Regions from separate parts of the Ovis aries genome. Here regions 1, 2 and 4 are each linked to region 3. A link is a contact called in public Hi-C data. All regions are on one chromosome and are shown on one strand. The core of a region is the stretch at or near the end of the contact, and the rest is flanking DNA. Distances in the headings are between cores, read along the strand shown. Region 1 has its middle 22 kb from the start of TARBP1. Region 2 has its middle 98 kb from the start of TRNAR-CCU. Region 3 has its middle 97 kb from the start of IRF2BP2. Region 4 overlaps LOC132658655 (a long non-coding RNA gene).

What was found. A called contact is a pair of places that touch in the nucleus more often than the background predicts.
Region 1: a Hi-C map of hypothalamus shows a contact between it and region 3, with 5 times the contacts expected there. The contact joins two enhancer-like sites. A contact is called at or near these places in 9 of 16 Hi-C or Micro-C datasets (blood, hypothalamus, liver and 4 more).
Region 2: a contact with region 3 is called in a Hi-C map of liver, with 11 times the contacts expected there. The contact joins two enhancer-like sites. A contact is called at or near these places in 8 of 16 Hi-C or Micro-C datasets (hypothalamus, liver, mixed tissues and 4 more).
Region 4: a contact with region 3 is called in a Hi-C map of liver, with 2.9 times the contacts expected there. The contact joins two enhancer-like sites. A contact is called at or near these places in 3 of 16 Hi-C or Micro-C datasets (liver and skin fibroblasts).

What each region holds. Positions count from the first base shown.
Region 1 is chr25:6,671,436-6,677,676 of ARS-UI_Ramb_v3.0, forward strand. No RefSeq gene overlaps it. Among named protein-coding and RNA genes, the nearest start is that of TARBP1, 22 kb to the left of the region's middle. Within about 2 kb of position 2,281, at least 49 of the 54 cell types and tissues checked have an H3K27ac peak or open chromatin away from gene starts, as enhancers often do. A contact at or near this core is called in hypothalamus, liver, muscle and 1 more, where this site is marked.
Region 2 is chr25:7,115,559-7,121,993 of ARS-UI_Ramb_v3.0, forward strand. No RefSeq gene overlaps it. Among named protein-coding and RNA genes, the nearest start is that of TRNAR-CCU, 98 kb to the right of the region's middle. Within about 2 kb of position 4,988, at least 33 of the 54 cell types and tissues checked have an H3K27ac peak or open chromatin away from gene starts, as enhancers often do. A contact at or near this core is called in liver, muscle and tail adipose tissue, where this site is marked.
Region 3 is chr25:6,879,681-6,886,421 of ARS-UI_Ramb_v3.0, forward strand. No RefSeq gene overlaps it. Among named protein-coding and RNA genes, the nearest start is that of IRF2BP2, 97 kb to the left of the region's middle. Within about 2 kb of position 3,806, at least 48 of the 54 cell types and tissues checked have an H3K27ac peak or open chromatin away from gene starts, as enhancers often do. A contact at or near this core is called in hypothalamus, liver, muscle and 1 more, where this site is marked.
Region 4 is chr25:7,013,980-7,019,797 of ARS-UI_Ramb_v3.0, forward strand. The region is part of intron 1 of LOC132658655 (a long non-coding RNA gene); the gene reads right to left. Among named protein-coding and RNA genes, the nearest start is that of TRNAR-CCU, 200 kb to the right of the region's middle. Within about 2 kb of position 3,297, at least 3 of the 54 cell types and tissues checked have an H3K27ac peak or open chromatin away from gene starts, as enhancers often do. A contact at or near this core is called in liver, where this site is marked.

The DNA of each region.
Region 1 (6,241 bases), core at 1,031-3,530, 210 kb before region 3:
AGATGGGGGGAAAATTTTGACCTCAAGTTTAGAAACTAAAAAAATCGTAGTTCTTTCTTAAATACTCCCTACAATGTCAATATGTCAACGTTCTTCAGATGTCCTACAATAATTCTTATTTTAATTCCAGAGTTTCTCAAACATGGAATGCCTTTTTTTAAAAAAATATATAGTTCTCTTATTTTGTAAATAAGTTCATTTGTATTATTTTTATTAGGTTTCACATATAAGTGATACCATATGATATTTGTCTCTGACTTACTTCACTTAGTATGATAATCTCTACGTTCACCCATATTGTTGCAAATGGTACTATTTCATTCTTGTTTAATGGGTGCATAGTATTCCATTGTATACATTAATATGTACTACATGTTTATCCATTCCTCCCTTGATGGACATTTAGGTTGCTTCTATGTCTTGGCTATTGTAGATAGTGCTGCAATGAATATTGGGGTGCATGTATCTCTGCAAATTAGGGTTCTTTCCAGATATATGCCCAGGAGTGGGATTGCCAGATGTTTAGTTTTTTAATGATCTAAATAGGCATTTCTCCAAAAAAGACATACAGATGGCCATAAAGCACATGAAAAGATGTTCAACACTGCTAATTATTAGAGAAATACAAATCAAAATTACAATGAGGTACCACCTCACACTCTTCAGAATGGCCAGCATCAAAAAGTCTACAAACAATAAACGCTGGAGAGGGTGTGGAGAAAAGGGAACCCTCCTACACTGTTTATGAGAAGATACAGTTCTGAAAAATAAAACCAGTATTCTTGGAACAGGCTTCGCAAACACTAGTGTGGGCAAAAAATGAAGCAGATACTCTGAGAATGTAGAGATGCCGTGAAGCAAGCCTTGGGAAATGTTGGATTCCGAAGGCTGGAGAAGAGAACCTAAGCATGCCCCAGGTAGTGGAAAGAAGGAGGCTCTTGTGCCCAGGTCTGTGCGATCATGACAGGGACAGGAGGACCCGGGGACATGAGACGCTGGATGTCCAGAGCTGAGTGCTTCCCAAGGATCGTTATCTCTGTTTCTAGGAGAATCTGAGACATCAAGCATCCAGTCGTAGAAGAACGAAGGGAATTTAGAACACCTGGCCCTTGGTGTCTTCCTTCGGGATCCCCTATGATCACTCCCAACAGAATTTAAAAGCCCACAGTATACTCCTTTAATGGGAATACCAGACCACCTTATCTGCCTCCTGAGAAACCTGTATGCAGGTCAAGAAGCAACAGTTAGAACTGGACACGGAACAACAGACTGGTTCAAAATTGGGAAAGGAGTACATCAAGGCTGTATACTGTCACCCTGCTTATTTAGCTTATATGCAGAGTACATCATGAGAAATGCTGGGCTGTAGGAAGCACAAGCTGGAATCAAGATTGCCAGGAGAAATATCAATAACCTCAGACATGCAGATGACACCACCCTTATGGCAGAAAGCGAAGAACTAAAGAGCCTCTTGATGAAAGTGAAAGAGGAGAGTGAAAAAGTTGGCTTAAAACTCAACATTAAGAAGACAAAGATCATGGCGTCCAGTCCCAGCACTTCATGGCAAATAGATGGGGAAACAATGGAAACAGTGAGAGACTTTATTTTCTTTGGCTCCAAAATCACTGCAGATGGTGATTGCAGCCATGAAATTAAAAGACACTTGCTCTTTGGAAGAAAAGCTCTGACCAACCTAGACAGCATATTAAAAAGCAGAGACATTACTTTGCCAACAAAGGGTCCTTTATTCAAAGCTATGGTTTTTCCAGTAGTCATGTATGGGTGTGAGAGCTGGACTATAAAGAAGGCTGAGTGTCAAAGAAACAATGCTTTTGAATTGTGGTGCTGGAGAAGACGCTTTAGAATCCCTCGAACTGCAAGGAGCTCAAATCAGTCAATCCTAAAGGAAACCAACCCTGAATATTCATTGGAAGGACTGATGCTGAAGCTGAAGCTCCAATACTTGGCCACCTCGTTAGAAAAGATCCTGCTGGTGGAAAAGATTGAAGGCAGAAGAAGAAGGGGACAACAGAGTACGAGATGGTTGGATGGTATCACCAACTCAATGGACATGAATTTGAGGAAGCGCTGGGAGATGGTAAAGGACAGGGAAGCCTGGCGTGCTGCAGTCCAAGGGGTCGCAAATAGTTGGACACGACTGAGCAACTGAACAAAATTGCTCCTTCCGTGAAATGACTGCAGATCAATGGTGTAAAAGCCCGGATGGTGCCCGCAATGTCACCTCCTGGCCACCAGATGGCGCGCGGCATCCACAGTGCACTTGCGCGGCCTCTGCCTGCCCCAGCGCTGGCCCGGGGCCCAGAGGAAATGTGTTTGTGTGTCTCCTCTTAGGGAGCGCCCTGCAACGTTTTTACACTTTAGAAAGCTCATCGGCAGAGGAGCATGTGAAACGGCACACGGCACAGCTGTGCTCTTCCTGTCCTGTCCCTGGCGGGGACACGTCAGCAGCATTTCCCCTTGTCTGTAGAATTTTGGAGCCTTCTTGCCCATTTGTTCTCAGAACTGGAGCTAGACGCGGGGAGGACTTTGCTTCCATTTTGAAACCCACAATCCTGCTGGGAAAGAAGAGGAAAAAAATATCCCAAGATTGTGTATGAGGGCAGGCACGTTGCTGGCGTGAAAACAAACTGCCAAAACTTTGTTACTCTGGTATTCTGTCAGCTAACACAGTGGGGTGGAAGATTTCGACGTCATCCCAGACCTCAGCCCCGAAGAGTTAATGATGTTACTCATGCCACTGGGGCCAGGAAGAAAGACTCGCATTTTTGGGTGGTTGCTGCTTGCCCAGAGCTGTGGAATGAGCTGTGAGGCTGAAGGCCAAGGGACTTGGGCCACCCATGCAGTGAAATAATCCCCCAGAAATGCGCTGCCTGGAGTGGAAATGAACAGTCATTCCAGGGCATTTACTAAATATTACGGACAGTCATTCAGGCTACAGTTGGTTGGACTCTCAACACTGCAAATCTCACATTTGGGATACATTACGCAGATACCAGGAAATAATCGAAATCAAACAATGGTCAAGTTCTGGGTCATAAGCAGTGAGGCCTCTTCTTATTTTCTGTTCCAATAGCAATGTATAATTAATAACCTAGTTTTTGACTGGAAGGAATATTTCAATACATGGGTGATGCTTTCAGAAGGGCCTCAGCGAGTCACTTTTTATTTCCTTCTTTCTTTGTCTTTCTGAAGTAGGGCCCTGGAAGGGAAGACAAAGGCAATATTCAAATATGACCTACATTTTTGACCCAATCAGAAACTTGTGTGAATCAAGACAAGCAAAACCTTGGCACCTACTCTTTGTCTGGCACCCTGTCCCATGTCTGAAAAGTACTTTATTATTTCATCTTCCTGACAACGACTTAGTATTTGGCATTGCCTCAGGTTTTCAGATGAGAAATCTGGGCTCAGAGAGGTTAAGTAGCTCGCCAGAAGTCACACAGCCAGTAAATGTGAGAGCTAGAAAATAGACACAGGTATTTTGGACTTGAAGGCCTGGGTTTGTTCTCCTTTGTCAAGGCATTTCATTGACTCACAGAACCTTTGAGTTGGGAGAAGTTTGGGAGGTCATTTAGATAAACCCTCTAAATCATGCAATAATCCCTTCCCCACTGTTCACTATAATTGTAAATGTAAATGTGCCTGGAATCAAAAGCTGAAGCTTAGAAAGAAAGAAGAGCAAGACTTCAGAATGCAGACAGAGGGCCTAAATAAATGAAATAGATTTTGTTTCAATTTTATTTAAATATTTTTAAAAATGGATAATACACACAAGTGGGATGGTCATAATATTCTCACGTGCCTCTGTGCTATAACTAAAAATGATGCAGAGGAATGCTACTATCTCAGAACACCTTTCTGAACCAGAAAGCTAACTTTCTGGTAAAAAGCTCCCCCTCTGTACTGGAGACAGGTAACTGCAGGCATGAGGGTAGGGGACTGGCCTCAGGCCACAGAGCAAGCCGGTGGCAGAGCTAGAAATAGAACTGATGGCTGTGTGTCCTAGCTCTGCCCTGCCACCTCACACTTAGTCCCTTGTCATGACCAGCCCTGTGTGAATTTGGTAAGGAAACCCAACACTGGGTTTCGGTTTTCATTACACACCGGAAACTTGGCCTGAGATCACTAAAAAGTTCACTGTGGTTTGTGAACCTTTCAAACAGATGGAGCCAGGTTTCTGCCATGCGCCTGCCCCCGCCAATGCCAGGGGGGGATTTATGGGGCTGAGCGGGAACCAGGTACAATTCCATAGCCTCAGCAGTGCCGTGTCCCAGGTACGGGCGGCCTGGGGTGACACTGCAGGCCAGGAGCCTCTGCAAATCACAGCTGCTACAGTTTCTCTCCACTCCAGCTGGGGAGAGAGAGAAAAGGAGGGAATGATTTAGGAGGTGTGCATATTCATTTGCAAACAAAGTTATGGAAGTCGCTAGTGAGATTTATATTGGTAATTAAGTGATAATGGCTGTGTAAAGCTGCTTGAGTTGGATTCCTGGAAAAAACTGGAGGGACTGAGGCTCTTTTGAGAAATGTCTTATTGTTTAGCATTTTCAGAAACAATTTGGGTTTCTATAGTACTTAAAAAAAAAATTATTGAACGTTGCTTTACAAGATTGTGTTAGCTTCTGCTCTACAGCACAGTGAGTCACCTATACGTGTGCATATATCCCCTCTCTCTTGGACTTCCTTCCTGTTTAGGTCCTCACAGAGCACTGAGTAGAGTTCCCTGTGCTACGCAGTAGATGCTCATTAGCCATCTATTTTATGCATGCATGCTTAGTCCCTCAGTCGTGTTCAGCTCTTTGAGACTGCTGGACTATATCCTGCCAGGCTCCTCTGTCCGTGGGATTCTCCAGGCAAGGATACTGGAAGGGGTAGCCATTCCCCTCTCCAGGGGATCTTCCTCATCCAGATATCAAACCCGGATCTCCTGCGTTGCAGGCGGCTTCTTCACCACTGAGCCACCAGGGAAGCCCACCTATCTTACGCGTACTATCAACTGTGCCTATATGTCAACCCCAATCTCCTACTTCGTCCCACCCTACCTCTTGCCCCTTGGTGTCCATAGGTTTGCTTTCTATGTCTGTGTCTCTGTGTCTGCTTTGTAAATAAGATCGTCTATATCATTTTTACAGATTCCACATATATATATGTTAATATGCAGTATTTGTTTTTCTCTTTCTGACTTCTTCAATTTGTATGACAGTCTCTAGGCCCATCTGTGTCACTACAAATGAACTAATTTCATTCCTTTTTGTGGTTGAATAATATTTCATTGTTTATTTGTACCATATCTTCTTTATCCCTTCCTCTGTTGATGGATATTTAGGATGTTTCTGTGGCCTGGTTATTGTAAATAATGCTGCAATGAACACTGGGGTGCAAGTGTGACCTCACTACCTGGGGTTTATTATACTCATATAGTATTTTATAGCCACTAACTAGTAACTCCTCAAAACACCCTTGTGAGGCAGGCCACTGGGCCAGCCTATATTGGCAGATCCCAGGGATGGGCTATCTGTACGTGAGGCCTGGATTAGTTCCACTTACTCCTGTCCCAGGCCAGGGAAGGAAGGTCGAGAAGATGTCCTTCAAGTGACATGGCCAAGTAGGGAACGTCTTGTTTTGGTTTAAATCACGAAGACCCTCTGTACAACCAGCTTGAAATTATCCAGTTTGATTGAGGGAATTAGGAGAACTCTGAAGAAACTAGGTTCCAAGACCATGCAAAGACCTTGCAAGAATTCAAGTTCAAACGACTATGGAAGACAGAAATGATTCTCTTCCCTTGCTGGCTGGCAATGGTGGCCTGAATATCCACGAGGCCGGGGATGGGGAATAAAGGAAAGTATTCTCTAAATATTCTCCAAAATATTAAATATATCATCAAATATATATAAATACATATGACATATACTTTTGTATATTATAATTATGTTTTAATTATATATTATGAGATATATACATACAATGTATTATGAGATATATGATATGTGTTATAAATTTGTGTATATAATTTGTCAATATAAATTATATGTAGAGAGACGTTCTCTTGTGAGAACACGTGTGCTCTGTAATGAGTTAGATCTCTTTCAGAAAACTGGACTGAGGTGTTCTTATTTTTCTTCTTTCCCTTAATGGTGGAAGTCTAAATAAATATTCAGTTCCGAGACTAAGAGTGGAAGAAACAGTCCCTACTTATGCTGGTTTAACTTAATGATTT
Region 2 (6,435 bases), core at 3,738-6,237, 240 kb after region 3:
TCCCAGGCCTTGCCTCTGGACATGTCAGGGAGAGAGGAGAACCAGCTGGATGCATCTCTCCGAGCTAGGGTCACCTCTCTCTCCCTCTCTTTCATTACTCTTTGGATGCCCAGCGTTGCCTGAGCAGTTGGCTCCTCCAGCCCGTTTTAAGGGAAAGAAACATCTCAGGTTGCTTTGAGTTCTGGTTACACTGTCTACTTTCTACGTGCTCACCCAGGGCACACAGAGCAGCAGCAGCTGCCCGAGGAAGGGAGTATTTTATCACTAAGTTTGTGTAGAATGACTGGTACCCAGCAATCAAAAAATTTTAAAGCAGAAAACTCTAGAGACAGCGCACCCCTCATGACCACACTTGAGGTCTGCCCACCCAGCACTCTCATCTCCTGAATGACACCCTTCTCTCTTTCTCTGCTGATGCTTTTATCACATGTATACATGCTAAGTCGCTTCAGTCGTGTCTGACTCTGTGACCCCATGGACTGTAGCCCGCCACGCTCCTCCGTCCATGGAATTCTCCAGGCAAGAATACTGGAATGGGTTGCCATTTCCTCCCCCAGGGGATCGTCCCGACCCAGGGAATCGAACCCATGTCTCTTGTGCCTCCTGCATTGGCAGGCAGGTTCTTTACCACTGGTGCCATCTGGGAAGCCCTGCTTTTGTTACAAAAGGTGCTAAGTCTCCACTCTTGGAGCCATGGGGAGAGAGAACTCCAGAGAAGAAGTTATGCCAGGCCCTTCGGACAAACAAAGAGACAATTCCTCCCCAGAGATCACCAGAGAAGCCTGAGAAGGGGACTTGGTTCCACCTTTCCCTTCTTGAGTGTTTTTTTTTTTCTTCTTCTTCTTTCCCTTTTTGCAGATGGCTGCATTTAATGAGGAAGCGCTGTCAGCAAAAATAGGAAACCTTCAGCCTGGCTGCTCTCAGGGTGTGCATCCCCCATCAGCAGTGAGGCGAGAGCATCACTGCTCTGCAGGGGCGCTCCGTCTACTCAGGTAGAAACAAGTAGAAAAAGCGTGGAGGATGCAATCACGTTTTTTACCTTGTACAGGTGACTTCCTGCAGAAACTTCTGGAAAGAGATAACAGATGTTTTCTCCCACCCAATAAAGTGACTAAAGACCTCTAACCCTGACATTTTGTAGGCTAAGTGAAACACCACCTTCCAGTCTCCCACGTGGCCCTTTACATCTCTCTTTTGAATCCCTTCGGAGGGAGATAGGATTTCCCCCTACCCCCATTTTACAGATGAGGTGACTGAGGCCAAAGAAATGAATCGATTTTCCCCAGTGAAACTGGAAGCGACAGGATCAAGAATTCAACCTGTAGTCAAGGTCAGTCTTCATTTGGTCACACAGCCCCTCTAGGGTTTCCACAGCGTCACAGGTCACCCGGTTATCACACCTTTCAGCTAAAGATGCCAAAATCCCTCATCAGTAGAGAATTAACACCTTCTTGAAGACTTGGAAACTGATGCTTCTAAAAGCAAATAGATTTCCAAACTTTGGGTTAATGATAAAGCCAGAAAAACGCAAAAGACTCCTAGTTCCCTCTCCTCCTTTATCAATATATGACTTAGATTTAGGTGCCAAGTCAAATTTCTCCAGCACCATATCCTTCATGGTAACTTATTAAAGAGTAAATCAAAGTTTGCTCTAAGAGAAAAGTAAATACACCCAACTTTCCATACCGCAATGGACCTGGAGTCCACTTCCCGGTTCCCCTGCTGACTCAGGCTGTAATTGGAGATAAGTGCCTGGGGTGAGTGTTCCAGCATCCGTGTGCCCCCAGGGATGCTGGAGATGGAACCGCTGTCCCCACAGGAGCCTGCTCCCTTGGCGAGGAAAATCAGACCAAAGGTGATGCAGTGGTGCAAAGCTCTGCGTGCAGGTAGCAGCTGCTTGTCTTTGAGTCTCATGGAGAGAAAAGAAGTCAACGCTTTGTCACATCACCATGAAACCCTGCCGTTCTTTGACTCTGAACTCACCCATAATTGCTGGGAGTGAGGTGGGAAGGGCTGCACTTTTGGACTCAGATGGCAGGGAGGATAAGAACAAAGTTGGCAAAGAGTCAACTCCAATCGCACAGGGAGCATTTTCAGGGAAACAAATAAAAATAGCCAGAAATGGGTCAGACTCGGAGGTTAGAGACAGGAAACTGGGGCAGAGTCCTGAGTAGAAGGATAGAAATGTTACTTTTCAGGTCCAAAATCAGACAATCTGCCCCATCTGATTCCCTGCCCCACCCCCCTTTTATCCCTTCTCCTGTCCTTTTGGACGTACAGAAAACATACACTCAAAACACAATGAAAAAGACCAGCGTGCGATTGAATTCTTGCTCCCTCTTCTCAATTCTAAAACTCTCTCCCTTTTCCTTAGGCTGAAGACAACAGGGGTTTGAGTAGAACTCACTTGAGAGGCAGGCAGGCAGGAGAAATGTCACAGATCCTTTGCTTGCCTGTAAGGTTTCTGCGATCTCCATACACGTTGCTGACAGGAGAAAGGGGAGCAAATTAGAAGAACAGCACTTTGTACTGAAGTGATTGACCTCTTCCCAAGCAGGCTAACATACACCAGCATCCTTCCCGTAACTGCCCCCAGAGGTCTGTGATATTCCATGTGTCACACACAGTGGACACGCACGTGTGTGCAGGTACACAGAGGCAATACACACACCCACTCCGCATAGGCCCAGCGCTCCTGCAGGTCCACAGAACACAAACGCACACACAGTTCACACACACACAACACCCATGCACACATGCATAACCCAGAAAGTGGTTCTTGCTCTCAATGTAACCTTCGGCTCTTGGCGGTTCTCCTGAGCTCCCACTCTTGGCAGGATCACATTTCCCTATGACCTCAGTGACGTGACTGGGGCAGACTTACTGGGCTTATCAGAGAGAGAGAAAGAGAGAGGATGGGCAGAAAATTCTGATGTGCAATAATGCCAGGCAAATCATCAGGCCCACCCTAGAGGAATCACCAAGATGGGTTCATTTAGTAAGGATTGGCATACTCGACTGATAATTTGCTGGAACACTGGTGCATACCCTTCTTCCAAATGCTATGTCCTCTGAATTCACCGAAAAATAAAAGGAATTTGCCGGTTGTGTCCAACAACACAGGTAATACACATACAGGCATGTACACAAAGAGACATATATACCTACATACAAGCATACCAAGTGTTCACAAGGACTTTGGGAGGAATTGGGGTGTGGAGGTGGCTTCCCCCAAGTTGGCCTCTCTCCCCACTGCAGGCAAAGTACAGAAGTAGCCTTCTAAAAGTAGATTCATCCCACCAAACTGTCACACCCGAATCCCCTCCCGAGCACTCAGGGGATCAGAAGCCCCATCTGAAGTTTATTTCTAAAGCAGAATGTTTTTCACGCCAAGATAGCCCCACACATCCAGCCAACAGAATTGTTTGTGCGGCGGTCAGTTAGCCGTGTGACGCAGGAATGGCACCTGTTTTCATTTATTTCAGGACACAAGCAGGGGTCCTGGGAGCATCTGTCTCTCCAAGCCTCCCTCTCCTTATGAGAGGCTTTGGCTTCCAGAACAGCATAGCATTTACTCAAGGCTTAAAATTCCCAGAAGACTCAGGATATAGAGATGTTCCTGATGGTCTTTTTTCCAAATCATAAAATGTATTTGAAATCTGCTTGTTATCAATCTGGCCTCAAAGCTAATTGATCAAACATAGACCCACTGAAAAATCTGCAAGAATAGACCAGACAATTTTTTTTTTTTTAGCTTTGGGTTTTCAGGGAGGGATTTTTGGGAAGTGGGAGAGAAGTCACCCAGTTAAACTCCTGAAGAGCTGGGGCAAAATTCCCTTGTCAAGAACCAGTTTTTTTTTTTTTTAATGACAAAGTCACACAAGAGAGGAAATGAAAAGGGAAATTTTTAGACTTCTCATCCGTCCAGAAAGCCCCGGGCCTGTTTCAGAACCCTGTCAGGGTAACTGTCACCTGCGGTCACAGCACTGCAATCCCAAGAGGCCTTGCGTCACTGGCCATTATATCAATAAGGAACTACAATCACCAAACCACAAGCCAGCTTCTTTTCTGCGCCCACATGTTGCTTTAGAGGGTTTTTGAACAAGAGACTTTCCTGTTTTTGAAAGCCGTGAATCCACAGGTCTTACAGGTTACTCAAATGATCTTATCACTTGCAGCAACCACTGGCATGGATTTCAAAACTGCCTCCTCCAGCCCTGCCCTCCCCTCACTCCACAGACATCCACTTATTCACCAGCATTGGTACTTACAGGATCATGCTGCCAACTGCTGACACAGAAGAAAAACATAGTAGTTATACATTAAGCTGAACGGTTAGAGTATCTGTGCCAGGTCCTATCCAAACACCATTTATCCACTGACCAGAAGGAGGATAACCACCCTGAAGAAAACCCAACAATAACTGCTCTGCAGTCAGATCACTGATCCATAGTACAGCCATACTGTTTTTCATGCGAACACATACACACGGGGGCAAAGGTAGTGTCAGAAATCATCATGGTTCTTGGAAAAAGATTATATTCATCCCAGGGTGTGCAGCACGTCTACTGGAAAATGTTAACTACGTCCCAAACCACCAAATGAGGCTGCCGTCCAGATTGCTAGGAAATGAATGTAGAAAATCGTGGGGAGCGGGCTCCGAGCAACCTGGGTGAAAGATGTAAACTGGCCAATCTAAATCCTCCATGGTATGCAAGTCAGACTTGTTTTTCTCTGGAGCAAAGAGAAAGACTCAGATTACAGAGTGCACTATAGCGCGATGAGCTAAATCCACAAACAAATGTCTCTCTTTCCTGCTCAGCACGGCAGCTCAAGAGACAAGCGCCAAACCTAACAACTGCCCTTGATAGCCATCTCCTGGTTTAACTCCTACCCTGGCCGGGGGCCACTTGGCGTTGCTCAAGCAACGCCTGCAGAATCCATCCTGCACTACCTTGCTAGAGGCGTCCACCCTCTGGGCGCAGACCTGAAGTTACCAGAGAGCTTCCGGAAGGTGTTGCAAGTCCCTGCTCTCAGTAACTGTCCAATCAGAGCGAAGTATAAACCAGAAAAACTTTTATTCTGCAGCTACACCCAGTGACTCTAAGCTGACTCCACAGAATCCACATGGCAATAATGAATCTAGCAGACACTTATCTAACCTCACACTTCTCAGTCTTTTTGGGTTAGAATCAACACTTAGCTCATCAAAAAAACACACACTGTCCAAAAAGAACCCGCTCTCAGTTTGAGCATGCTGGTGTTTTGTTGATCTTCTTTTGTTTTTCTGCATTCCAATCAATCTGCTTGCGCTAAAATGTTGAGATAGACGCTGGAAAGCCAGAATGTTGTGATTTTTATGTTTGAGAGAGGATTCCTTCAAAATACCAAAAATCCTCTCTCTTGTGAAATGCTGAGTGTGAACAAGGAGATGAAGAAAACTGTCAGAAGTAAATCTCTCAACAATGATGACAGGTCTACTGTGGCCTAGCATGATGTATCCTCAGGGGAAAAAACAGTAAAAATCAAAGAATTCTGGAGACTTTCCACCCAGATCAAGAAGATATTTTTAATTATAATCCTCATTGGCAAGTAGTCTACTTCATTTTATGGAAAGCATCCTATTCTTCAAAAATGTTTTTAAAATAATCACTTTTTCTTTCGTCCTCTGGAAAACCCATGCTATAAAACAAACATAAACGTTGAACAGTTTTCCAATCCCTTCTGATAGTGGTAGTTTAGGACTCTTAGGCAAAGTGGGCTTCCCTGGTTCAGTTCAGTCAGTAAAGAATCTGCCTGCAATACAGAAGACCTAGGTTCTATCCTGGATTGGGAAGATGCCCTGGAGAAGGAAATGGCTACCTGGTCCAGTGTTCTTGCCTGGAGAATCCCATGGACAGAGGAGCCTGGCGGGCTACAGTCCATGGTGTCAAAAAGAGCCAGAAAGGACTGAGTGACTAGGCACAGGCCTAAACAGTCTTGCCTGACTTGGAACCTGCTGGACAATTACCCAACCAGCCTCTCACTTTGGCTGCGTGGACCACGGCTCTGTGTCCTCTCCCCAGGGGATAAACATTGCCCAATGAGGAAAATGTTGCCTCTCCCCTTTTACATCACCACTGACACCCCATCCTCAGGCAGGTGTCACCAGGCCCGCCTCCAGGACTGTATGTTCCCTACTATCCTGGGCTTTCGAGCTCAGATGCCAATGAGGGCACTAGGTAATGGGTATTTTTGACAAAGGACATTGCAGGAGGTCTTTCCACATCACTTATGGGAGTTCTCTATTTTGGGTCATCACCAATCCCCATTCACTCAGATCAACAAGGAAAATAACTCATACGAGCAAATGTAAGATGTCACCTTATAAGTGTGTCTATCCAAAGTTCCTCATGTTATAGAATGCTCACTCAGTTTCTTTATTTTAAATAACAA
Region 3 (6,741 bases), core at 2,556-5,055:
TATCTCAATGGCAGAGGAGGAAATAACCAAGTGAGGATTGTCCTGGTGAGCCCAGAGTTGTTACATCTTGGTGTTAATATTCCAAAATGAGAAGGTAGGGGAGGTGAACAATAAGGGGACCATTTGAGAAGGTCTGGGAGAGAATGATGGCAACTTCCCTGGGTCAGGAAGATCCCCTGGAGGAGGAAATGGCAACCTATTCCAATATTCCTGCCTGGGAAATCCCATGGACAGAGGATCCTGGTGGGCTACAGTCAATGGGGTCGTAGAGTTAGACATCAAAGTGAGACTGAGCACATATACCTAAGCTTAAAACAGGGAAACACACAAGGTGGGGGCGTGAAGGGCTCCAGGGGAAGGGGCCATGCAGCTGAGGCTCCACTAGGGTGGTCGGGTGAGTGCAGAGCTGACCTGGGGGGAGCAGAGGGGGATGGTGGGATGCAGGGGGGCAGGGATGCAGGAGTGGGTGTAGAGGATTCACAGGGCAGTATCTTCTTATGGCAGCTCCTTATCGCTGGGGGCAGTCGTGCCACGAGTCACCCCGGGTTCTCCCCAAAGCGGAGTCTGGCTGACCCCGATCCCGCTATCCTGCCGTACCGGGGGCCTCTTTTGTTTTGAAGTGATGCCCCTGGGCTAGCAGCTCACACAGGGCAGGATAAGGATGGTCCAGACAGAACCGGAAGGAAGGCACAGCTGATGAAATGGAACAAAGGGATAGTGGTTGGAAGCCTGAGTGACATCTAAATAGGCTGCAAATGGCCTTTTGGAGGGAACTCCCCTCGCTGTCATAATCTAAACCAGGACTGGACTAGGCGGGGTGGCCTGCCGGGGAGGTGAACCACGGGAGTGAGGGAGCAGGGCGAGGCCACCTCCCCTCTCCCTTCTCCCCCTCAGTGATCATCTCATCAGCCCACGAGTCACAGGGCTGAGGTTCACATGTGTTCTTTGTGTATTGCAGGACGATACTTGGATCCCTCACACTAGGTGTGTCCATTAAAGAGAGCTGACCTCTCCCTGAGGAAAGCCAGGGGTTAAACCTGTAACCATCAGCAAGTCTGGCAACAAAATAAAAGGAAGCCACATTCTCCATGAATGAAGGAAGGAGCAGGAGGAAGGTAGTCCCACCCCCGCCCCTTTTCTTTTTTTAAAACATGAGTAAGATCCTCAATATGTTTGAGATCATTTAGCAGATTTTCTGAAAGGGGCCGTGGGTCAGGAACCAACATATCATGGATGTAGAAACCACACTCCTCCCATATCCCCACCCTCCTCAACCCCAGAGATAGCAGGTTGGGTGTCATGGGGGTCTCTGTTTAGTTAACCATTAGCAATTCATAAAAATCCAGACCCCTGCACACTCAGTCCAGTCCTTGGGATGTTATTAGAAAATCCTATTTCTGGTCTGTTATGAAACAGAGGTTTTGACGTGCTGCCAGGTTTATGGGGAACTCTGGAAACAGAGCACTTGCTTCTCTAAGAAGCTGAGGCTGGTGGTGTTACATAAAGCTTTCCTAGCAACTCAGGTTTATCAGAGAATGTGAGGCTGCAGTGGAAAAAAAAAAAAAAACAACAAGAAGGAGTTAATGCAAAACATGAGCCAACCCACTATCGCCGTTTGCTCTGAGGCCAGCCAGCCCATTTGTGGAAGTGATTTTAACCCATGACACCCCAGGACTCCAAGCTGGCTCCAAGATTCAGCCCAAGAATACAAGCTCAGAGCTGAAAGACACCTTCAAAGGGCCTCACGAAATGCAAAGCAGCTCTTTTCACCTCTGAACCAATGGTTTATAGTGTGTGTTAGTCGCTCAGTTGTGTCTGACTCTTTGCGACCCCGTGGACTTTAGCTCACCAGGCTCCTCTGTCCATGGAATTCTCCAAGCAAGAATACTGAAAGTGGGTAGCCATTCCCTTCTTAAGGGGATCTTCCCAACCCTAGGATCGAACCCTGGTCTCTTGTATTGGGCAGATTCTTTATCATCTAAGCCACCAGGGAAGCCCGATTGCTTACTGAAATTCACACAAGCACATCTTCTCTGCCCTTCTTGGGGCTGCTCCCAGTTTCTCTGGGCACCGCAGAAACAAAAGGGGGCAAAGTCATGCAATGAATCTCTGCCAAGCTAAATATGCCTAATGGCGCAGCTTTGCATCTGAAGTCAATGGGTGAGAGTCTCATTTCCGAACTCCTGGATCCAAAGTGATGCAGCGTAGGGTAGAATCCTTTTCTGCTGAGGGTTGCCCACTTCTGTGAGGTTTCTGAAAAGTGAATGTCTCATCAGTTGTTTTAAATCTCCCAGCACTGGGAGAGTAGGGGTGCTTGGGGGAGATCTGGGAGCTGAAACCACACAAAATCCCAGTGCAAAGTTGCAAGTCAAAGCCAATCACACTGATCATGGTCTGCTTACACGTGACAGCCCAAACTGCAGTGTTCTAGAGTGAGAGAGAACGATTCCCCGGTCAGGAGGATGAGTGTGACATGCTGGACTGGGCAGGGGGCATATGTCAAGAGGGAAGATGGCTGAGTTGGAATTCAAGGGGAACAAGGAAAGGCAGTTGGAGAGGCCTGGTTCCCTAGAGGACAGCCCTCGATAAATCTACCCAGGGACTGAAGTTTCCCTGTCTGTAATGCCATTGGACCCCAGCTCAGCGCCCACCTCCTTGACAGTCAGCGAGAGAACCCTCACTTCATTTGGGAAGGAAAAGGATGACTTTCTGAAATCCTAGAGCCTCCTATCCCTGTAATGACAGTCACCCAGCTGGAGGACTGTTTTTCTTTACAGAAATGTGATTGGCCCAAATCTAGAGGGTCCATATTCCCCAGGCTTTCTTTGCTGAATCAAATGCAAAGGGCTGAAAAAGGCAAAAGCTACATGTTGGCCTTGAAACAAACAAAGAAGCAAACCCCAAGACATCCTAGTTGGATCTGAACTTGAATTCACCTAGTAGAAGGTGAATTGTTATTTTAGATAGTCCTTGAGACACCACCAACAATCCAGAAATGAATTTGCACTGAGATTCCTCTTAAAAGATTTCATTAAAAGTGAAAAAAAAAACAAACAAACAAAAAAACAAATGGAGAACACCCAAGGAAGCCCACAGACCTGCCGGAAGAGGACAGAGGAGTCCAGCCCCAGCTCCTCGTGCCAATAGATCTGATTCTGCCTATTTAATCATCAAAAGAGGGGGAACCCTCTCCTCTGCAAAAGCCAGCCTGCCCCACCCACAGGTGGGGGAGCCTCCCTGCAGACCTAGGATGCTGGCGAGTGTCTGGTGGTAGGAAGTTGTCTGCACCCTGCCCCTGCGTGGCCATAATGAGCCCGTTTCAATTGAAATGAGATCAATACTACTCATTTTTTTCTTGCTGGCTCCCGAGTGATTCATGAATCTGAAAACTAGTTCATGAATCAGAGTTGGGGGGGGCAGGGCGGGGGCGGGGGAACATTTGTGCAGTCAGCGAACCTCGATTCCTTTCATGAACCCAGACATTAGTTGCATAACGCTTGCCTGCCTGCTGGTTGAAACCAGCCTTTTCGGAAGCAGCTTTTGGCTTCTACTTGTTCACCTATTCTCTTTCTTGAAAGGGAAAGAATGACCCTAGGTGCTGCTTGTGTGTGTGTCTGTCTCTCTCGGGGGGGTATCTCCATACCCTTTGTCTGTGTAGCCCTGTGGGTGTGTGTGCCTGTGGGTGTGCGCATGCAATAGTCTTTGTGTGCACATCGTGTGTTTGTGCGTGTGTGTGTGTGTGAACCAGCAATGTATGACTAGCCGCGGGCCCTTTAAACCTGAATGGCAGCCAAGTTCATTTCTCAGCGGTGCTTCGTAAGGAAGCACGAGATGGGGCAGTTGGAAACCACAGCCCTGCGAGTGCTGATTACAGCCTGCGAAGGAAAATGAGATTTTTATCTCACAGGAATTCAGTTATAAAAATAAAATACAACGTCTGGCTTGATTCAGCGAAATGGACAAGCGCCGGGGCGTGTGTGCATTTCACAGAGATGCCGGACAAGAGGCATGACCTCAAACAGTGCGCTTCGAGCAAGTCAGAGGAGGTTGGGGGGGCGGCTACAGGAAGGAAGTGGGAGTGGAGGTGTGTGTGTGAGAGAGAGATGGAGGGAGAGAGGGGGGTGGGAGGGGAGAGAGAGAAAAACCACCCTGCTGGCAAATGAGTGCAGCAAGGATGATGTCATTGGAAACAGTTGGAGGAGAGGGAAGAAAAACAACTCAGAGCTGGGCTAATCCTGTTTGCTGCCCTGAAGGGAATGGAAGGCAGCCAAGGCAGGGAGTTCTGGGAAAGCATATAAGGGTGCCAAACAGGCTTTGCCGCCAACATTAGGAACTGACAGCTTTGTTCTTTGTGACTTGGCTGCCCGCCAGAGGCCTCATTTCAGCTCTGCAGCATGATTACCCTGGACGGCCGCCAGCCCTGCGCTGAGAGCTCCTTTTCTTCTCCCCGAGCTTTTTTTTTTTTTTTTTTTCCCCTCCTTCCCTTTGCCAAACATGCAGCAGTCACCATGGCAGTCGAAAGTAAAGTTTAAAAAAAAACACAACAAAGTAGGGAGGCACGCCTTCACCCAGATGTGCCAAGAAGCAGAGAGAAAAGGCAGTTAACCTAGTCGTCGGGCCTCTGACTGCAGGAGAGAACACGGAGGCTGACTGTCAAGCCCCGGGGAGGCGACTCCAGGATAAACAGAGAGGACCTGGCCTGGCTGTTGACAGAGAGGGGCTGGCTCCCAGGCCCTGTTTGCCTTCTCTTTCTCTCTCCCTTTTCCTGAGGCATTGTGGAGTGCGTCATGTGAAACGGAAAATGTCATGATTTCCACTGGGAATGTGTCCACGGTTCTGAGAAAGCTCCAGAAACCCCGGTCCACCAGGCACTGAGGGGAGCAGGAAGGCGGGGAGAGGGTGTGGACGGTCACAGTGGCCCCCTAGTCACCGAGGCGAACCCGGGGTGGGCAGGTGGGCAGGTGGCCAGTGGCCACGGCTGAGGGGCTCTGCTGGTGGCTGTGCTGGGCGCCGGGGTGTTGCAGGGGAGGGCACTGGGGGATTTGGTGCATTTGGGACCCCAGCCCCCAGAGTCCCAGAGGGAACCCAAAAGCCACGGCTGATCCTTTGCGCCACTTGGAGGAAACCCACGGTTTTGCTTTACAAGGGGACTCTGTGATGAGTCCAGTGCCGCTATTTTTAACCGGGGTCATTTCCCACCTGCTTGGAAAGTGGAACATCTCCTGGGAGGCGACACATCGTGACCATCGGCAAGTCTCCAGGCAGAGAGCTGCCAGGTTACATACGAGTGGGACTTGGTTGCCAGCCACCACCCCCCGCCCTGCCCAGAGCAGAATCTGACATCCCCACCCCCAGATGCTGGGAAGGGCCTCTTCTGGTTCTAGAAGTTTCTGCCACAAGGAGCAACTTGGCCGTTTCCTGGCTCCTTTATTTGGAAGAAGGCAAGGCCACAGCAGGGGCTGCTCTCACGGGCCTGCGGAGACCTCACTGTGAAACAGCTGATCGTTTCCTTCCGATGCCCGCCCCATCCCAACTCCAGACCCTCTGAAAGAGGCATTCACTTTCAGGAGCACGCGTGACCACCTCCTAGGTCCAGGGATGGAAGCAAAGGTGTCTAGGAGGATACAGCCCAAGGTTGGGTGGGGAGAAGCTCCAGGAGGGTCCCATCATCCTTACTCCTCGCCTCCTGCTTTTACCAAGGCTTGGCTGTCTTTCTCCGGCAGCCACATAAGGCTCCCTGGGAGGTTGGGAGCTTTGTCTTTTGGCGGGAAGTTCCCAAGGTAGGGTGACTCGGGCTTCCTTAGAGGGCACTTACCCTCACCCATCTTTGTGGGCAGAAGTCCCACACCTGGCTGCAACCCTGGCCCCCAGCCCCCACACACCCTGTCACCCCTGAGGAGGACACAGCCACGGGAGAGCTAGAGTGGGGGTTGGCGGGGGGGGGGGTGCTCCTGTCCAAACAGCCCCCATGAGCTCGGGCTTCAAGAAGACAAGCAGACCCCAGGAGCACGGGAGCTGGAGGCCTGCAAGAGACACGTTTTCACTTCCAGTTGGAGACAGAGCAAAGGAAAGCTGATTGGGGGCCAGTTTCTTACAAATTAGAAAAGGAAGGGGCTGCTTGGATTTGAGAGCTGAATCTCAAATTCTGTGCCGTCCCCTGTTCTTAACTGGTGACTCAGAACTAGGCCCATTCCCTGATGGGAGGAAAGGCCATGGCGTTTGCAGCTGATGCCAGTCCCAGGCCTGGCGAGGCCCCGTCCCTGTGCTCTGAGATGTTGCGAATGATGGAAAACACTTCCTGATGGGTTTCTAAAAGCCACCCTGAGTCAGAGGGTTCCATGCCCATTTTGGTCCAAGATTGACCTCGTGTCACAGTATGTCTGAGCAAATGAAACCCCATGATCGCTGACCCCGAGGACTCAAGCCTGCCTCCTCGGGTGCTGCCTGGAAAGCCAGCCTCTAGCAGGGATGTCTGAACCTGCCCTTCCCATGCCAGACGACGGTAGAAATCTGACTTCCTGGGCCTAGTTTTTGGAGGTCTGGCCTTCTTGCCTACAGTCTGAAAGTAGAGAAGGACGAGGTTAGGAGGAACAGAGTATCTTCTGGGGAAAGCAGAGGGCTCCTGGACACCCCTCCAGTACCTCCAGTGGCCTATGGGTACCAGGCCCTGCAGAGGGAAGGGAATTCACTTCCCCTAGGGGCCTCCTCTTGTCGCAAGATCCATGGATTTGACCTAGCATG
Region 4 (5,818 bases), core at 2,047-4,546, 130 kb after region 3:
GATCTAAACTCACAGTGCCAGTTTCTGCAAGGGCACTTTTTTCCCCCCTAACTAAAACCTGCAGAAGAAAGGATGACTCAGGCCTGGTTCACAAGCTCAGTGGCTGAGAAAACCATCTCGGGTCCCCTGGAGCGGAAGACTCATCCACTCTTCAGAGGCGACAGGGCACTGCAGTGTGTTTTTTCTGCTTCCCACAAAAGTGCTAAAGGAATAGGGCAACCCATCAGTCAAGGAGAACATGCCACTGCCATCTGGAGAAACCAGACCACACATGGAGAGGTCCTGGGCCAACCAGCAGAGGACAGGACCTTCCTCCATCCAGTCCGGTGATATTACCTGACGAAGAAGTAGCATACAGCAGCCTCCAAAGGACTTCTCAGAGCATGGTCCATGGTCCAGGAAACTGCACCTCTCCAGGAGAAGTCCTGGTCCTCCCACCCTCACTCCTAGTCCTAGGATGCATAGCTCGGTTCCACCCCAGGCACCATGACAGGTCTTAGGCAGCCATGACATCCTTCTTCGTGACATCCTTGCCCGGAAGTCCCTCCCACCGCCACAGACGCTGGACCCTGATAGGGCCCTGGATCCCTCTGGCACAAGAGGGCCCACAGATGTACCATGCACCAATGGGCCCTTGCCCTTCAGAGTCATAGGCCTAAGCTCCTCTATCCATTCCTCCCTTGACATGATTTTAAAGCCCTTTATCAACATTGGGGGCTTCCCAGGTGGCTCAGTGGGTAAAGAAGCCACTTGCATTGCAGGAGATGCAGGAATCAAGGATTCGCTCCTTGGGTTGGGAAGATCCCCTGGAGGAGGGCATGGCAACCCACTGCAGTATTCTTGCCTGGAAAATCCCATGGACAGAGGAGCCCGATGGGCTACAGTCCATAGAGCCACAAAGAGTCGGACACGACTGAAGCGGCTGAGCACATACACGTGCACGCCAAGCTTGACGTTCACCCCATGCTCCTGCTCCAGTTTGCCCAAGTCCCTCTGAAAGCATGAGCCCCACATTGCAACCCCCTCCCCAGGTTTCTCTGAGCAGAGCAGAGGACATGGAGCCATTCTCTCTCAGTTGTTCATTTGCTTAACCTGTATCTATCCAATGCCTCCTACATGCCAAGACTCTTCCAGGAGCCCTTAATAATGTAGTCTACAATGGGGAATCTCATCAGAAGGAAATTCTAGAGCTACAGCTGACATTTGTTTGATCAAAACCATGTGGCCTCTACACATCTCTATTCCCATATCCCTGTGGGTTTGTCTTGCGACAGCACACTAGGTATCAAGTATGTGTCAAGGGATACACAGCCTGTCCAGCAAAGGCGCAGAGACTTCTGTCTCATTTCCAAATAATGGGGCCAGCACTCAGTTCTGCAACAAAGCAAGGAATACCACAAGGAAGGTGCAAAGGTCACACCCAGCTCAACTTATCCTCATCCATGTTTTCCCCATCTATTGAAGTGCTTGTGCTGAATAGAGAGACAGAGGGAGAATTTGCGGTGCGATGCTGGGTGCGTTCACGTGTACTGTCCTTCAACTGAACTCCTGGGCACAGGAGACATTGAAAGAAGGGAATGAGCAACATTTGAGATTGTAATACTGCCGAAAAGACCAGGGTTTGGTAGCTGAGTCAGTGTTCTTTGACTTGCGGGAGGGGATTACCCCTCCTTTTCATCAGGAAGCATTGGACCACAGAGAAGGTGGTCAACACCAGGAAGACAGACCTCCGTGTGGCAGCAGCTAATCTCAGGGTCACATCAAAGCCAGCCCACAACAGCAGGACAGGAACCCAGTGGATCAGCAGAGCCCCAGCCAGAACAGGAAAGGATTCCAGAGTGACAGCTAGCGTGCAAAGCTATGTCCCACCAAGGAGAATCTTTGAGGTCACTCCAGACACTTAACTTCCAGAGAAAGGGAGGGCTTGGGCTCTGGAAGTTGTGCAGGTAGAACTCCAAACCAGAGATGCTACTGTTGGGAGTCCACCATCACCCACTGGTCCTAGACAGCTGTGAGCTGAGCACCCATGAGTCACTACAGCCACCATCCAAGTCAGCAGATCCAGAAGCAGCAGTATAAGGCTGATCTGGGGTGGCTGTGCTTTCCTTATCTGCAAACAGGAAAAAAAGGTTAAAACCAACTGTTTCCATGCCCAAAACTAGCTCAAATTTGGCCATATCAATTCTGCTAAACATTTCAAGGAGTCATACAAAATTCTTCACACTACTTAAACATTTTATTCTAATCCACTTAAATTTTAAAATAGTGTGTCGTGATGGAAACTTAGAGTGTAAGTGTCTGGGTTCAAATTCCAGCTCTGCCATTGCCTAGCTGTGTGAGTATGGTCAAGCTACTGAACCTTGAGTTTTTTGACCACGTAAACAAGACAATAAAATAACAAAGATGTATGCTCGAATTTCACTCATCTTTGAATACTGTGATTTTGTCTAATGAAATAACTTTTTAATATCGGCAGAATTTTCTATCTTAAAAAATTCTTTGTGCCATTCACAGTGGAATGGATACATGCCATACCCTGTTAAATTTAATCTGCATTGTTAACATATTCTCTAGCATATTCTTTTTTAAACCAAAGTAGAGTTGACTTACAGTGTTGTGTTAGTTTCTGTTAAACAGCAAAGTGATTCAGTTACACACTTTTACTCACTCCCTGGTGGCTCAGATGGTAAAGAATTTGCCTGCAATGCAGGAGACTGGGGTTCAGTCCCTGAGTGGGGAAGATACCCTTGCGGAGGAAATGGCAGCCCACTCCAGTATCCTTGCCTGAAGAATTCCACAGACAGAGGAGCCTGGGGAGCTACACTTCATGGGGTCACAAAGAGTCGGACACGACTGAGCAAGTAACACACATATGTACTCTTTCCCAGTACGGTTTATCATAGGACATTAAATATAGTTCTTTGTGCTGTACAATAGGATCTTGCTGTTTATTCACTCTATACATGAAGGCTTACTCCTAACCCCAACCTCCCACTCCATCCGCCCCTCAACCCCTGACCCCCACACCCTGGCGACCATCAGTCTGTTCTCTGTATCTGAGATTCTGTTTCTGTTTCATAGATAAGTTCCTTTATGTGATATTGTAGCTTCCACATATACGTGGTATCATATGGTATTTGTCTTTCTCTTTCTGACTTACTTAGTATGATCACCTCTGGTTGCATTCCATCACATTCTTAAGCTTAGTCACTGAGAAATACAGTAAAGCTTTGCTTTGTAGTGGTTAAAAAAAAAAGATGATGACACTCAGCTCACATGTGAACACATTCATGAGCAGTCTGCAATCCATAAATGTTTGTGTAGTCATGAGTTATTCCTATCACAGTGAGAGTTACATGACCCACACATACTGGGGGGCTGAAGTGCCAATGAAAGTGGTCTCTAGTGATTAGAACCTGACCCTCAGAGGTCAGCCTAGCACAGGAACTACTTAGCTATGGGGCTCGTGGGCAGAGAGGGCAGAAGGGGACCTCAGGCACCATTCAGTCCAAATACCACCCCCGCCCCCCCGGGACACTGGGACCCAGAGCGCTCAAAATTACATGACTAAGAGGCCCAACCTCTCCATCTGTTCGCCATTTCCTGGTCTGGCCTTCAGAAGGGAGGCCAGTGAATAGACAAACGGGACTTGCTCACTGCCCAGCCTGCTGCCGTTTCTCCCTTGGAGGAAGACAGTATCTTGTCATTTCTGGCACTTTGCAGAAATTCTTAAAACTGAATCCCGCTGCAGACAGCCCAGCACCCTGAAGGCATCCTTCCTGCCGAGCCCCTCTCTATAACTGTACCCAGACTGGCTGCCCAGAGGCTGATCGAGCAGCACCTGCCCGTCTGCATCACCCCACCTTGGCCTTTCTGCAGCATGTGACCTTCACCCTGGCGCCACCAGCACCGCGGCTTATTCCTTCCTCTGGCCCTCTTCCCACTCTGCTCTTTCTTTTGTCAGCCTTGAACCCCATAAATACTCCCTGTGCATCTCCTCAATGCTTTATGCTTTCGCCTTCTCTCTCTCCCTTCCCAAGAGCTGAGAACCCCTCTCATGTCAGCAGCCAACTCCCAAATCTACATCGCCACCCCTGACCCAGCTCACGAGTGGCCCTCAGCAACCACATCCTCCTGCTGTCCAAAAACCCATACACCCTCCTCCCTCCAGCCAGCTCCTCCCATGCTGGTGGTGACACCTCAAAGTCACCCTGGCCCTCTCCTGCCCCTTCACCCCACATCCTACGAGCCCCCAAGGTCCTGCCGGTCCCTCCTTCCTAATGGCCCTCGTATATATTGATTTCTTTCCATTCCCACTGTCAGGAAAGAGCCTCCAAAAATACATCTTGCCCATTGTCTTTGCCTCTTGGGAAACATTTGGAAACTCTCCACTCAAGGGTATATCATTCTGGACTTGGTCAAAATCTGTGAGCCTGGCTTTCTGACACCCCTCTGATCACCCCTGAGATGCTTTTCCACACTCACCTACTCCTTCCTGAACCCTTCACCTTAGCTCCACTGTTTGTTCACTTGTGGGTCTGAGCATGTTTTGTAAATGACTGTTTATTCCTCTCCCTTCCCTGGTGGTTCAGATGGTAAAGAATCTGCCGGCAATGGGAAGGGGGATCTGGGTTCGATCCCTGAGTTGGGAAGATCCCCTGGAGAAGGGAACGGCTACCCACTCCAATATTCTGCCCTGGAGAATTCCACAGACTATATAGTCCATGGGGTCGCAAAGAATCAGACACGACTGAGTGACTTTCACTTTCCTTTCACTTTCACGGCAATCTCCTTGTTTCAGGTACTGTTTGAACTGTTTTACATCTACCAACATGTGTTATCTGCACAATGATCCCGGGAAATGCACACTGTCATCACCTAACCTTACAGAGGAGGAAACTGAGACACAGAGAGGTTAAGTAAGTTTCCCAAGGCCACAGAGCCAGCGAGTGGTGGAATCAACATTGACCCCTGTGCCATCTGGCTCTGGGGTCACTGAACTCAGAGACTCACATTGACAAACAAATCTGTTTGTGCAGAAGAGTTCCCAGACCCCTCAGTATTTTAGCATTAAGCAAGATTGGCACGGAGTTACATGGATTTTGGAGTGTCATTCCTGGAGGAAAGAAAGTTTTCCCACTGACCTTCAGGCATGGGAGAGGATGATGAAACAGTAAGTCATCCTGCCATTAACATTAAGTTCAATCACCCCTAATGGAATGTCACCTCCAAGATAGCCATTAAAGCCACCTGCCTCCCGGGCTGATGAAGTTCGGCATATATCACTATTACCTGTCCCTCTAACTGCGACCATGTCCCACGTCCAGGGAGTGGGAAGGCCTGTGGGGACACTGAGGGACACTCAGATCCACCTTGCAGGTGTCGCCAGAGGAGACAGGGCAGCTGCCCTAGCTCATGATGGAGACGCTTGTATTTCAGTGCGGTGGAGACTTGATGGAAGGTGAAACCCGACATAACACACGCAGGCTTTGACCTGCTCAAGGTGAAATGAGGCCCCAGCACAGAGTGGCCTTGCCTGGTCACTGAGCAGCATCCCAGACCCTGCCACTCAGAGCTGCTGGACAGCAGTGCTCTTCTGCAGGGCACAGGGCTCTTGGCCAGGGTCTAGCTCCCTCCCGGGTCCCCTGGGCCCTCAAGGAGCGCCCACTCTGCCTCAGACCCTAAGCCTCTAACATTTTTGGCACCAAAAGTCTTCACAGGCACCATGAGATTGAGACTGGCGGGGACCTGGGACCCTTTGCTGCAGTGCTGCTATGCTTGCACGGGACACACCTCTCCTTGAGCAACAGATACAAAG